Linked DNA regions of Sus scrofa: regions 1 and 3 are each linked to region 2. The links are chromatin contacts, called in public Hi-C and HiChIP or PLAC-seq maps. All regions are on one chromosome and are shown on one strand. The core of a region is the stretch at or near the end of the contact, and the rest is flanking DNA. Distances in the headings are between cores, read along the strand shown. Region 1 has its middle 33 kb from the start of PMP2. Region 2 has its middle 44 kb from the start of IMPA1. Region 3 has its middle 14 kb from the start of PMP2.

What was found. Hi-C and Micro-C count contacts between places; a contact is called where the count stands out from the background. HiChIP or PLAC-seq counts read pairs in DNA pulled down with a chosen protein or histone mark.
Region 1: an H3K27ac HiChIP or PLAC-seq map of alveolar macrophages shows a contact between it and region 2. The contact joins two enhancer-like sites. A contact is called at or near these places in 2 of 47 Hi-C or Micro-C datasets (omental adipose tissue and subcutaneous adipose tissue) and 2 of 2 datasets of contacts at active chromatin or transcription factors (alveolar macrophages and skeletal muscle).
Region 3: a Hi-C map of retroperitoneal adipose tissue shows a contact between it and region 2, with 3 times the contacts expected there. The contact joins two enhancer-like sites. A contact is called at or near these places in 1 of 5 promoter capture datasets (liver), 10 of 47 Hi-C or Micro-C datasets (embryonic fibroblasts, heart right ventricle, mesenteric adipose tissue and 5 more) and 2 of 2 datasets of contacts at active chromatin or transcription factors (alveolar macrophages and skeletal muscle).

What each region holds. Positions count from the first base shown.
Region 1 is chr4:55,166,451-55,169,818 of Sscrofa11.1, reverse strand. No RefSeq gene overlaps it. Among named protein-coding and RNA genes, the nearest start is that of PMP2, 33 kb to the right of the region's middle. Within about 2 kb of position 1,553, at least 17 of the 83 cell types and tissues checked have an H3K27ac peak or open chromatin away from gene starts, as enhancers often do. A contact at or near this core is called in alveolar macrophages and omental adipose tissue, where this site is marked.
Region 2 is chr4:54,986,169-54,990,018 of Sscrofa11.1, reverse strand. No RefSeq gene overlaps it. Among named protein-coding and RNA genes, the nearest start is that of IMPA1, 44 kb to the right of the region's middle. Within about 2 kb of position 1,683, at least 8 of the 83 cell types and tissues checked have an H3K27ac peak or open chromatin away from gene starts, as enhancers often do. A contact at or near this core is called in alveolar macrophages, omental adipose tissue and retroperitoneal adipose tissue, where this site is marked.
Region 3 is chr4:55,147,529-55,151,061 of Sscrofa11.1, reverse strand. No RefSeq gene overlaps it. Among named protein-coding and RNA genes, the nearest start is that of PMP2, 14 kb to the right of the region's middle. Within about 2 kb of position 2,096, at least 5 of the 83 cell types and tissues checked have an H3K27ac peak or open chromatin away from gene starts, as enhancers often do. A contact at or near this core is called in retroperitoneal adipose tissue, where this site is marked.

The DNA.
Region 1 (3,368 bases), core at 304-2,803, 180 kb before region 2:
GACTATAGCACTAGTTCCTTCCCAAACTTCCCTTCTCCCTTGATAAATTATATTGCGCACAGTCTTTTTTTCCATTTTACTATTTTTGAACAATAACAGAAAACACTAGGGGTGTGTTTTGATGGTGCAGCTGCAGGGGCATTGTTCTGGTCTGACTGATGTGATGAAGGATATCGAGAATTCAACAGCATAGTGATGACGACTTCTGGCAGGCAGCTTTAAACAGATCTCCGGGGTTTTGTGTGACTTGGGGCAGGTTTTTCCTGAGCCAAAGGGAAGAGAGTCATGGTTTTTTTACCTCACCTTTTGAGACATGTCCAGTAGTCATCCCAGATACAGCGAGTGACTGAGCTAAAAGAGGGACTACACATTGAAGGAGCTAAGTGCTGCTTGATCAGAAGACACTGAGTAGAGATGGGAGCGTTGTCAGAGGGGAATAGAGAAACTGACTAGTGGTGGTGTTATTTAAAAAAAAAATGAAATGGAAATACTTCCTGATGTTACTGTAAAGTGAGACAGATAAGGGAAATCTTAAAAACACTTAATAAGATTTAGGAGCTTGAAATTTTACATTTTCGAAGACAACATGGATCTATTTTTTTCAAAATGAAAGTGTCACTGGAAAGATGTTATTGGAATCCAGGTTCTTGTTCATGGAGCCGAAGAATGAACTTCACCAACGCACAGGCAGCAAGTAAGCAAAGGTCTTTATCACAGGAAAGCAAATAGCTCCCAGCACAGACGCTGGGAGGGGGGAGGAAGAGTCTCCCTCTCTATTGTTCTATGAGATTTTTATCTCTTAAAGATAGGAGTACCAACATGGGGTCCAGATTATCAGTTCTTTTTCCCATTGGCCTTGACCAGTTTACCTACATCAGTCCCTGTCCTATAGGAGTCTTAGGGTAGATATATCCCATAAGTCTTATGGTTCCTTTGTTCTTCTCTTCCCCAGACTGGGAGTTGCCATTCCCCTCATTCCTTTTCTATCAGTTGAGGAGTGGGTTCGAGATTAACATCCTTCTGGAGGCCTGTGGGGATGCTACTTCCTGGAACTCTTAAAAGTCACAGACGTTAATCAATGACCATATCAAAGAATATATCAAAGCCCATGTTGCTGCACTAACTACCTGAATTATTATTCTGCCTCAAAAGGAAAAGCAAAAGCGTTCCAAACTTCCTCCATATTTTCTAGATGTATTCTTGCCAGTGGCATGGAAAGCATCCACTCAACAGATATAGCCCTTTCTGTCTATGAATTGAGATACTCCATCCACAGTTGGCAGGAGCAAGAGGTTACCTCAAGTGTGGAGCTGCCTCATGGATTTTAAAATGCCAGAAGTCTCATCTTCCCCCAAGTCCCTCCCCACCAATTGTAAATCCCCAGTATGAGTGTTAACAAATTAGATAGATACATAGTCTCTCTAAGGACCCTTCTTCTCTTATCAGTTTATCACAAAAGAATACATGTTAGGATCAAGCCCTGAAGTAGGGTGTAAGCCTGGGTCAAAAGGTGAATCACAGTACATGCCTGGGAAGGGAACAGTCGTTCCAGAGGGAAGTGGGTGGGGTATTTCAGTGCTACCAGAATGGTTTTACATAGTTCCTGCTCCTCCATTACCCTCTAGTGAGTGTACATTTTACAATTCTATATTACTCGAGTCTTAAAGGGAGAAATATCTCATCAACTTTTTCTCCTGGGAATAAAGTCTGGAAATTATCAGGATGGAATTATACAGCATTACTTTATCTCCTGAAAGAGCATGTCTGAGCTCGAGGTTCTGTTCAGATAAAAGTTGGCCAAGAGACAACTCATTGGTTCTATGTTAGTTCCCCCCAGGTCATGGAAAAATTCCAGAAATGACAGCTTTCTTCCTGCCCATTATCAGGTATGGACTCCACCCTGCTGTTCTGTTCAAATGGTTCAGTTACTGAAAAAGAATACAAAGAAAAATAGAAGCAGAAGCATTTATTTGCCTTCTTACTAGGCCTTAACTATGTTTCTAAAATGGAGCCAAGGCATGAAATTCCTTCAGATGGACATAATCTTGTGGGACCAGCTGTACCAGTGAAGCCCCTGAATGCAATAAAATGGTATTGAGAATTTTATCATGCCCTTTCTGCTGGAAAGAATTTATATTTTTCATCGGCTTCTCAAATGCCACCATGGCCCAAGAAATTCTACGAACTATCAGAGAAGATTTAAAGCTTTGAGTGAGTAACTCTGCTCTGAGGGGAAAAGGACTGTAAAGGAGGAAGTTATAATGAACACAGTTTTAATAATGTCATCTGGTGCAACATTGCATGAAACAGACAGTACAATGTACAATCATACTTAGTTTGAGTCATTGCAATTTGCAGTCATTTGACTTTTGTGTTGTATACAAAGCTACATATTGCTATAATTTGCAGTTTCAGGCATTTAGGGGAGTGGGAGCTGATCTCCCACTGGAAGTTTACTTCTCTAAGAGGTATGAAGGGTGGGGTCTGAATAGTGTGATTTAAAGGAAGGAGTCTTTTTTTGGGGGGGTACTCCCTCAGCATGACATAGTTCCCAGGTCAGGGTTTGAACCCTTGCCACAGCAGTAGCCCAAGCCACTGCAGTGATAAAGCTGAATCCTTAACCACTGGGCCACAAGAGATCTCCAGAAGGAGTCTTGATGAAATAAAAATGTCCACTCCTTTTATCTTTGATTGTTTGTTTGTTTGTTTGTTTTTGCTTTTTAGGGCTGTACCTGTGGCATAAGGAAGTTCCCAGGCTAGGGATCAAATCAGAGCTACAGCTGCCAGCCTACACAACAGCCACAGCAATGTAGAATCCGAGCCACGTATGTGACGTATACCCCGGCTCATGGCAATGCCAGATCCTTAACCCACTGAGCAAGGTCAGGGATGGAACCCATATCATCATGGACCCAAGTTGGGTTCGTTACTGCTGAGCCATGACAGGAATTCCTATCTTAGTTTAAATTGTTGCTTTTCTAATACTTTGCACTAAAACATAAATGAATCATAGAATTCCTAGCCTCTTAACTTCTCCCAGATCTGTGTATTTGTGTTGGTTTGATGGTTATTTAAAGAGCCTGGTATAGTTTTCTTAAAGGGTGAAGTAGAGGATGTTGGCAAAGTCCTTAATAGAGTTACTCATATCACCTCCCATCTTTTCCCTAGTGGTGTACCACTTAATATTCTAATATAACAGCATTTCATGATTATTATACTTTTTAACTGAGGTTAAATGGGAAAATAATATAAAGAGAGATATGAAATTATTTATTATCCTTGTTTGTAAAATCACTTAACAGAAAACACCAGTGACTTATTACTTATCATTTAAAAGGGGAAAATAAAACTTTTAGGAGTGAACAGTT
Region 2 (3,850 bases), core at 434-2,933:
ACTGTCTTCGGGAGACTGAACTAGAATTTGTAACCTCACTTCCACCCAAGGCTCAAGCTCCCAAACCACATCAAGTAGCAAAGTAAGTGAGAATGGATTGGACTAATTGAATAAAAAAAACCAAAAAACAAAAAAAAATCAGTGTCCTGGCCCAAAATTCTCCTTAAGAAATATGTCATGTGAATATTATTCATATCTGAAATAGCCACTTTTGTAATTCCCTCTATGGTGCAATAGGTTGAGAATCTAACTGCAGTGGCTCAGGTCACTGTGTAGGCAAAGTTTCGCTGCCTAGCCCGAGCAGTGGATTATGGATCTGGAGTTGCCACAGCTGTGGCCTAGGTCACAGCTGTGGCTCCAGTTCAACCCCTGGCCCAGGAACTGCCATATGTAGCAGATGCGGCTATTAAAAAATTGAAAAAAATTTTTTTGTCTTTTTAGGGATGCCCCTGCATCATATGGAGGTTTCGAGGCTAGGGGTCAAACCGGAGCTATAGCTGCCCACCTATGCCACAGCCACAGCAATGCAGGATCTGAGCTGTGTCTGTATCTTACACCACAGCCAATGCTGGAGTCTTAACCCACTGAGTGAGGACAGGGATCAAACCTGTGTCCTCATGGATACGAGTCAGAGAGCCATGATGGAAACTCCATGAAAAAAATTTTTAAAAAAGGAGTTCACATTGTGGCTCAGCAGGTTAAGAGCCTGACTAGTATTCACGAGGATGTGGGTTCAACCCCTGGCCTTGCTCACTGGGTTAAGGATCTGGCGTTGCCACAAGCTGCCCTGTATGTCACAGGCAAGGCTCGGATCTGGCACTGCTGTGCCTGTGGTGTAGCCTGGCAGCAGCAGCTCCAATTCATCCCCTGGCCCAGGAACTTCTATGTGCCACAGGTGTGGCCGTTTAAAGAAAAAAAAAGAAAAAAAGAAAAAAGAAAAATACCACTTTGGAATTTTTCTCATTGTAAATTGCGTACGTCTGCATCTTTGTCACAATTGCATGTGTATCATACATTCATGTACACAATGATAGAATGTGCGCAAAGAAGAAAAGGGAATGGAGTTCCCATCGTGGCACAGTGGTTAATGAATCCGACTAGGAACCATGAGGTTGCGGGTTCGATCCCTGCCCTTGCTCAGTGTGTTAAGGATCCGGCGTTGCCATGAGCTGTGGTGTAGGTCACTAGGTCGCAGACTCAGCTCAGATCCCGTGCTGCTGTGGCTCTGGTGTAGGCCGGCAAGTACAGCTCCGATTCAACCCCTAGCCTGGGAACCTCCATGCCGAGGGAAGCAGTTCTAGAAAAGGCAAAAAGACAAAAAAAAAAAAAAAAAAAAAAAAAAAGGAAGTGAAAGGATGAAGACCTTAGGTCACAGACTCTGGGGATTCAGTGTCAAAGTGTCTGGTTTAGTCAGAGCAACCCTCATTCCTGAGCCTCTGAAGCTGGGCACGTCCAGACTCACCAGAGAAAGCCATGTGAGTGTGGGTCCTGCCCTTTTCTTCCTCCAGGCTCGGTGTGTTAATGACTGAACTCACTCCACAATTGTTTCCCTGGGGGGCGGGGGGCGCGGGGGGGGGGAGTTCTCAGACATAGTCATAATTCCAAAGCCAAGCTGCAGCGTTCTTAGCTATTGATTTTGCAGTCTTCACTAGTTCAGGAATGTTCCTAGGACCTGGCAGATGAGCAGTTGTTTTCCTGAGTGAGGTCATTGAACGCACTGCCTGATAAGCAGCCATCCCCTGAGTCTGAGATAACAATGATTGTTTACCAGAGGAGCACATCACCTTTTCTGGGGCGGAGGTTCCTGAGGTCCTGACACTGCAGACTTTCTGGCACCAGGGAACCTCAGCAGTCAAGGTTCCAGCACCCAGAAAAAGGACTCATGCTTTTTTTTTTTTTTTTTCCGGTGGTATTTGTGGCATAGAGAAGTTCCGGGCTGAGGATGGAACCTGTGCCACAACAGTCACATCACTGGAGCCTTAACTCACTAGACCACCAGGGGACTCCATGGACCCATGCTCTTAAGGGACCCTTGGGGCTGGGTTCTGTGCTGCTGTGTCTTTTTTTTTTTTTTTTGCTTTTTAGGGCCACACTTGTGACATATGGAGGTTAGGGGTAGAATCAGAGCTACAGCTGACGGTCTGGCTACAGGCACAGCAACGCAAGATCCAAGCTGCATCTGCGACCTATACCACAGCTCACAGCAACACCAGATCCTTAACCGAGTGAGGCCAGGGATCAAACCCGAAACCTCATGGTTCCTAGTCAGATTCTTTTCCACTGCGCCACAATAGAAACTCTTTTTTTTTTTTTTTTTTTTGCTTTGTACTCTTGAGTTCACACAACTGGGAATTTGTTGGTTTGCTTGCTGATTTGTTTGCTGATTAGAGTCAGCAGTGAGCCGTGACTTCAAGGCCACTACATAAGCAGTGGAACAGAGGGCAGGGGACACAAGGGACGGTCCTGAGGTGGCAGGCCAGGGCACACAGATGGTGAGAGGTCATCAACAATAGTGTGAGAGCCAAAGGCCATTCTCCTCCACTTCTTAGAAGTGGGTCTAGACCCTCAAGAAGACTCAGTCGGCTGAAAGCTAACTGAAGAGTAAAAGATATTTATCTGCATACACACTCACCCACTCAGGATGCAGGGAAAGGGTCTCTGCCCATGTGATTCAGGACCTTGAGATGGGGAAATATCCTGGGTAATCCCAGCAGGTACTAAATGCTATCACAAGTGTTCTTGGAGGAGAGAGGCAGAAGGAGAGTTCCACACACAAAACAGAGGTGATGTGACGATAGAGGCAGAGATTAGAATGTTGTGGCCTGGCCTGAGGAGTTTCAGCTGTGGTTCAGCGGTTTAAAAACCCCACTAGTATCCATGAGGATGCAGCTTCGATCCCTGGCCTTGCTCAGTGGGTTAAGGATCTGGCATTGCCGCAAGCTGAAACATAGTTTGCAGATGCAGCTCAGATCCCGCATTGCTATGACTGTGGTGTGGGCCTACAGCTGCAGCTCTGATTTGACCCTTAGCCTGGAAACTTCCATATGCCACAAGTTTGGCCTTAACAAAACAAACAAACAAACAAACAAAAAAAGAATGATGCGGCCCAAGCCAAGGAATGCCAGAAAGCCAAGGGAATACCAGCCTAGGCCACCAGCATTCCACCAGAAGTTGGAAGAGGCAAGGTTCTCCCCTAGAGCCTCCAGGGGGAGCATATACCTGCTAACACTTTAATTTTGGTTCAGTGATATGGATTTCAGTCTTCTGGCCACCACAACTATGAAAAAACACATTCCTAATGTTTTAACTCCCCCAGTTTGTGAGAATTTGCTTCAGCAGCCACAGAAAACTAATACAGAATATTATCTAATACAGATGTATTTATCTACTCACAAAAAAAAATCACTTTCAAATATAATTATAAAGTTTAGATTGTAAAGACTTCACACCCTGTACCTTCTTCCCTTTAACTTTACTATAACCTGTCTTCTCATCAATCCAGCTGTCCTGAGGTTGGCTCACTTCCATCCCCAAATTTCTGTAGATGCTTCTCATCTTGTCTGCATTACTCTTTACACTGTCATGTGTTAGCCAGGAGTCCATTAAACATAATTGATTTTTTTTTCTTTTTAGGGCCACACCTGTATCATATGAAAGTTCCCAGGCTGGGGTTGAATCAGAGCTGCAGCTACAGGCCTATGCCACGGCCATGGCAACACCAGATCTGAGCCACATCTAAGACCTATGCTGTAGCCTGTGGCAATGCCAGATCTTTAACCCACCAAGCAAGGCCAGGGATCAAACCTGCATCCTCAGGGACACTGTGTTGGGTTCTTAACCCCCTGAGCCA
Region 3 (3,533 bases), core at 847-3,346, 160 kb before region 2:
ACTTTCCAAAAATAGATTTATGTCCCTTTCTGTTCAACTGTAAGTTATTTAAGTATTTACCTGGGAGTTATTTCAAGTATCATCTCCATTTCTCATTCACTATCTATTGAGGACAAAAGAATGTTGACCCAAAGAGGTCAAGGTGCTTTGATTTAGACGTTTGCTGGCTGTATTTGACACATCTCCCAGCTGACTCAGCAAAACAGATCTCTGATAAATCCTGTGGGAATTCTAGATTCAATGAGATATAAATGCAATTCACAAATATGCAGAAAACTGAATGGAGTTTTCTTCTGTTTTGACTGCCCTTTGTGTTCTTTCCACTCAAATTTTTTGCACTCACATTAACAATTCAAAAATTAAAATCACATGAATTCTGTTTTTTTTTAATTTACTAATGAAATTAACTTTAGTGATATGCAACAATAACAGGTTTCTGGGATACAAAATCTATGATAACATTGTAATTTATTTTATTTTTTCACTTTTAACGTACCATTGAAGTATAATTGATTGATAATGTGATAATTTCAGCTGTAAAACAAAATGAAAAGTCAACATGAATTCTGTACACGATAAATACTGAGTGTGCAGTTGGAAACAGTATTCTAATTTACACTCTGTGTTACAAGCGGAAATAAACCTTAATCTGTTAATAAATAAATAAACCTTAATCCTGTTAATAAATAAATAAACCTTAATCCTGTCCATGAATTTCATGGACTCCCCTGTCTTTTATGATTTCTAAAAGAGAAATTCCTCAGCTTTCCTGTGGAATCAGGAATTTAACAGGAAATCTGTTAAGTCAGGTATTTAATGATCTCTGGGCTATGCATGTAACTTACCAGAGAAACAGAAAACAGACAGATTTCCTGTTTATAGTTTAACACTCCAGACCTAGCCATTTCAAGAGCAAGGAAGGGCAAGTTAGATGTGACAGCACATTATAATGGCATCTTATTATTTTTTGTTATCTGTAAAATTCCTAGGAAAAAGGATTTACCTTGACTAACCTGAGTAAAAATCTAACCATCTGTTTATTTTCAAACTCAGCATGGATGGAACCTCAGTGTGCAGGAGATTGTGGTCAGAATTGAAATGGTCATAATTCATGCATTTATTTATCCAGCAAATATTTACAAAGCCTCTTTAGAACTCAAACACAGTGAGTGTAAATGTTTTAAATTAAAAATTTCTTCAGTTGAGCTCTCAAACTAGAACTGTAGATGTCAATACATTGCTATCTTATCATGGTCACACAGTGAAGGGAATTATTGAATTCTTTTTCTTGGAAAGGAGAAAAAGTTAGCATGGGGTTGATAGCTCTGTAAATATTTTTTACAAAAAAAAATTGTAAATCCTAAAATTGAACCCTATCATCAACTTACTCTACATTATTTTACAACTTAATGTAGTTTATATACATTAATGATGCATTCATCATCTGAAAACATGTAATTATAGAAGACCAAGAATAATAACACTCTGATGCCAAATGCCAGATTGTGCAAAAATTCATGTCCATCTGGAATTTCAGCAACGGAGGGATATTATCTGGTCTTCTTAATGATGTGAAACTTTAGACTTGTCAGAGAAGCAGTTTTCAAAATGCTTTAACTGCAGAAACATCAATCCTTTGGTGCTGCTGGAATTGTCCCCCTGTCCTACTAGGCCAGTTGAAACTGTTACACAAGTTAGTTACTAAAAGAAGGATAATATATTTCAGTAGCTAGTAGCTAGTCATAGAACTTGGAACCTGAGAATTATGCATTCCATCTCTGATCTTTTTTTTAATAGACAGTAAAAGGTGAGATGTTATTTCAAATTTAGTCCCATACCACATTTTTGAGTAAATTGACCTTACTTTCTAAATTCTGCTGAAAGATGATTTCTTTTTGGTGAAGGTCTAGCATTATTTTATAGTTTGTTTTCCCTGTTGATCCACATTTTGCTATTTTTAAACCTTCACTTTTCCATATGTCATGGAGAATTGGCCAATTATTTTGCCTCCCATGGAAATAACAATGAGGTAAACACTTCCTTCCCTAACAAAGGACCTGATTACATCTGGGTTGATTTTAGAGTAGTATTTTCACTCTCTGTTGTTATTTAGGATCACACGGGGAACATTTGGTATTTTCACTCTCTGTTGTTATTTAGGGTCACATGGGGAACATTTGGTACTCCTGGCTTTGATGACCTTTGACTCTGTTTTAATTGGTAGCCACATAAGAGACTACATTAAAATTTTAACTTTGAAAGTATTTGGCACAGTGATTCTCACCCCTTCCTGGGTTGTTCTAGGAAAAATACCTATGCCTGGGTCTCACGCATCACCTAGATTATGACTCAATGTGTCTGCGGTGCCATCTAGTAAAGGAATGTTTAAAAACTTCCAGGTGATTCTAATGTGCAGCCACATTTGGAGAGGTACCACATGGTTTACAAGAAATCATCCTAAAAGCTAAGCAACAGTGTCATTTTAAGAAATCACCAGGTAAATCTTTAGTCAAGAATTTGAAATATTATGGTCAACATGAATCTAAGACTCTTACTAATAAAATCCAATAACTATGCTACTTTTAGACAATAATGTGTTAGTGAGTGTTTAAAACTATTTCCTCTGGCACAAATTGTAAATCGACTGTACTTTAATAAGAAAACAAAACAAACAAATAAAAAACCCATCTCCTCAAGAAACAAAGCTCTAATTGGTTATGTTTTAACTCTCTCCCTGGTGTAAATATTCCTATTATGGGTGATCTCAAGTACCAATGGTTTAAGAATCAGCTTGCCAAATTTATGAAAATGATATAATCAGCTCTTTTGAGACAGTTTTAAGCCAGTTCCAGCACATGGCTGCATATTAGAGAACTGACTTCTAAGAGACTTGACATCAGATAAATTACTTATCCTTTGGGGATTAAATGTATTTATTTGGGCTTTGTTTAGGTTACAGTAGATAATCATCAATTATCATTTTGCTTAGATTAGCGGAGTTATATAGAAATGTTTGTTAGTTTTTCTTTTTCTTTTATTTTTTGGCTGTGTCTATGGCATGTAGAAGTTCCCAGGCCAGAGATCAAACCCTAGCCACAGAAGTGATGCTGACAGATCCCTAACCCACTAGGCTACCAGGGAACTTGTTAGTTTTCTATGGATTCATTTTAATAGGCTTCTGGACTATTTCTACTTTTGTGGAAATAATGTTCTTAGTAAAGTTAGTCACTAGGTGTACAAATCCACATCCGCAGCTCTGAGATCCTGTGAATTTCTCATGTTTGAACATTATGTGCATCCCTAAGAAATAATAACAAAATACTTGTAATATGTTTTTCCTCTGCCAACCACTGTTCTAAGCACTTTACATATGTTAATTTATCTTTTGATCTCAACTCTTTGATGTATAGTTTATTATTATCCCCATTTTTACAGATAAAGATACTGAGGATTTGGGAGGTTAAGTAACTTACCCAATGACGCATAGCTAGTAAGTGGCAAGTTGGAATATGAACTAGGCAGTCTGACTACTC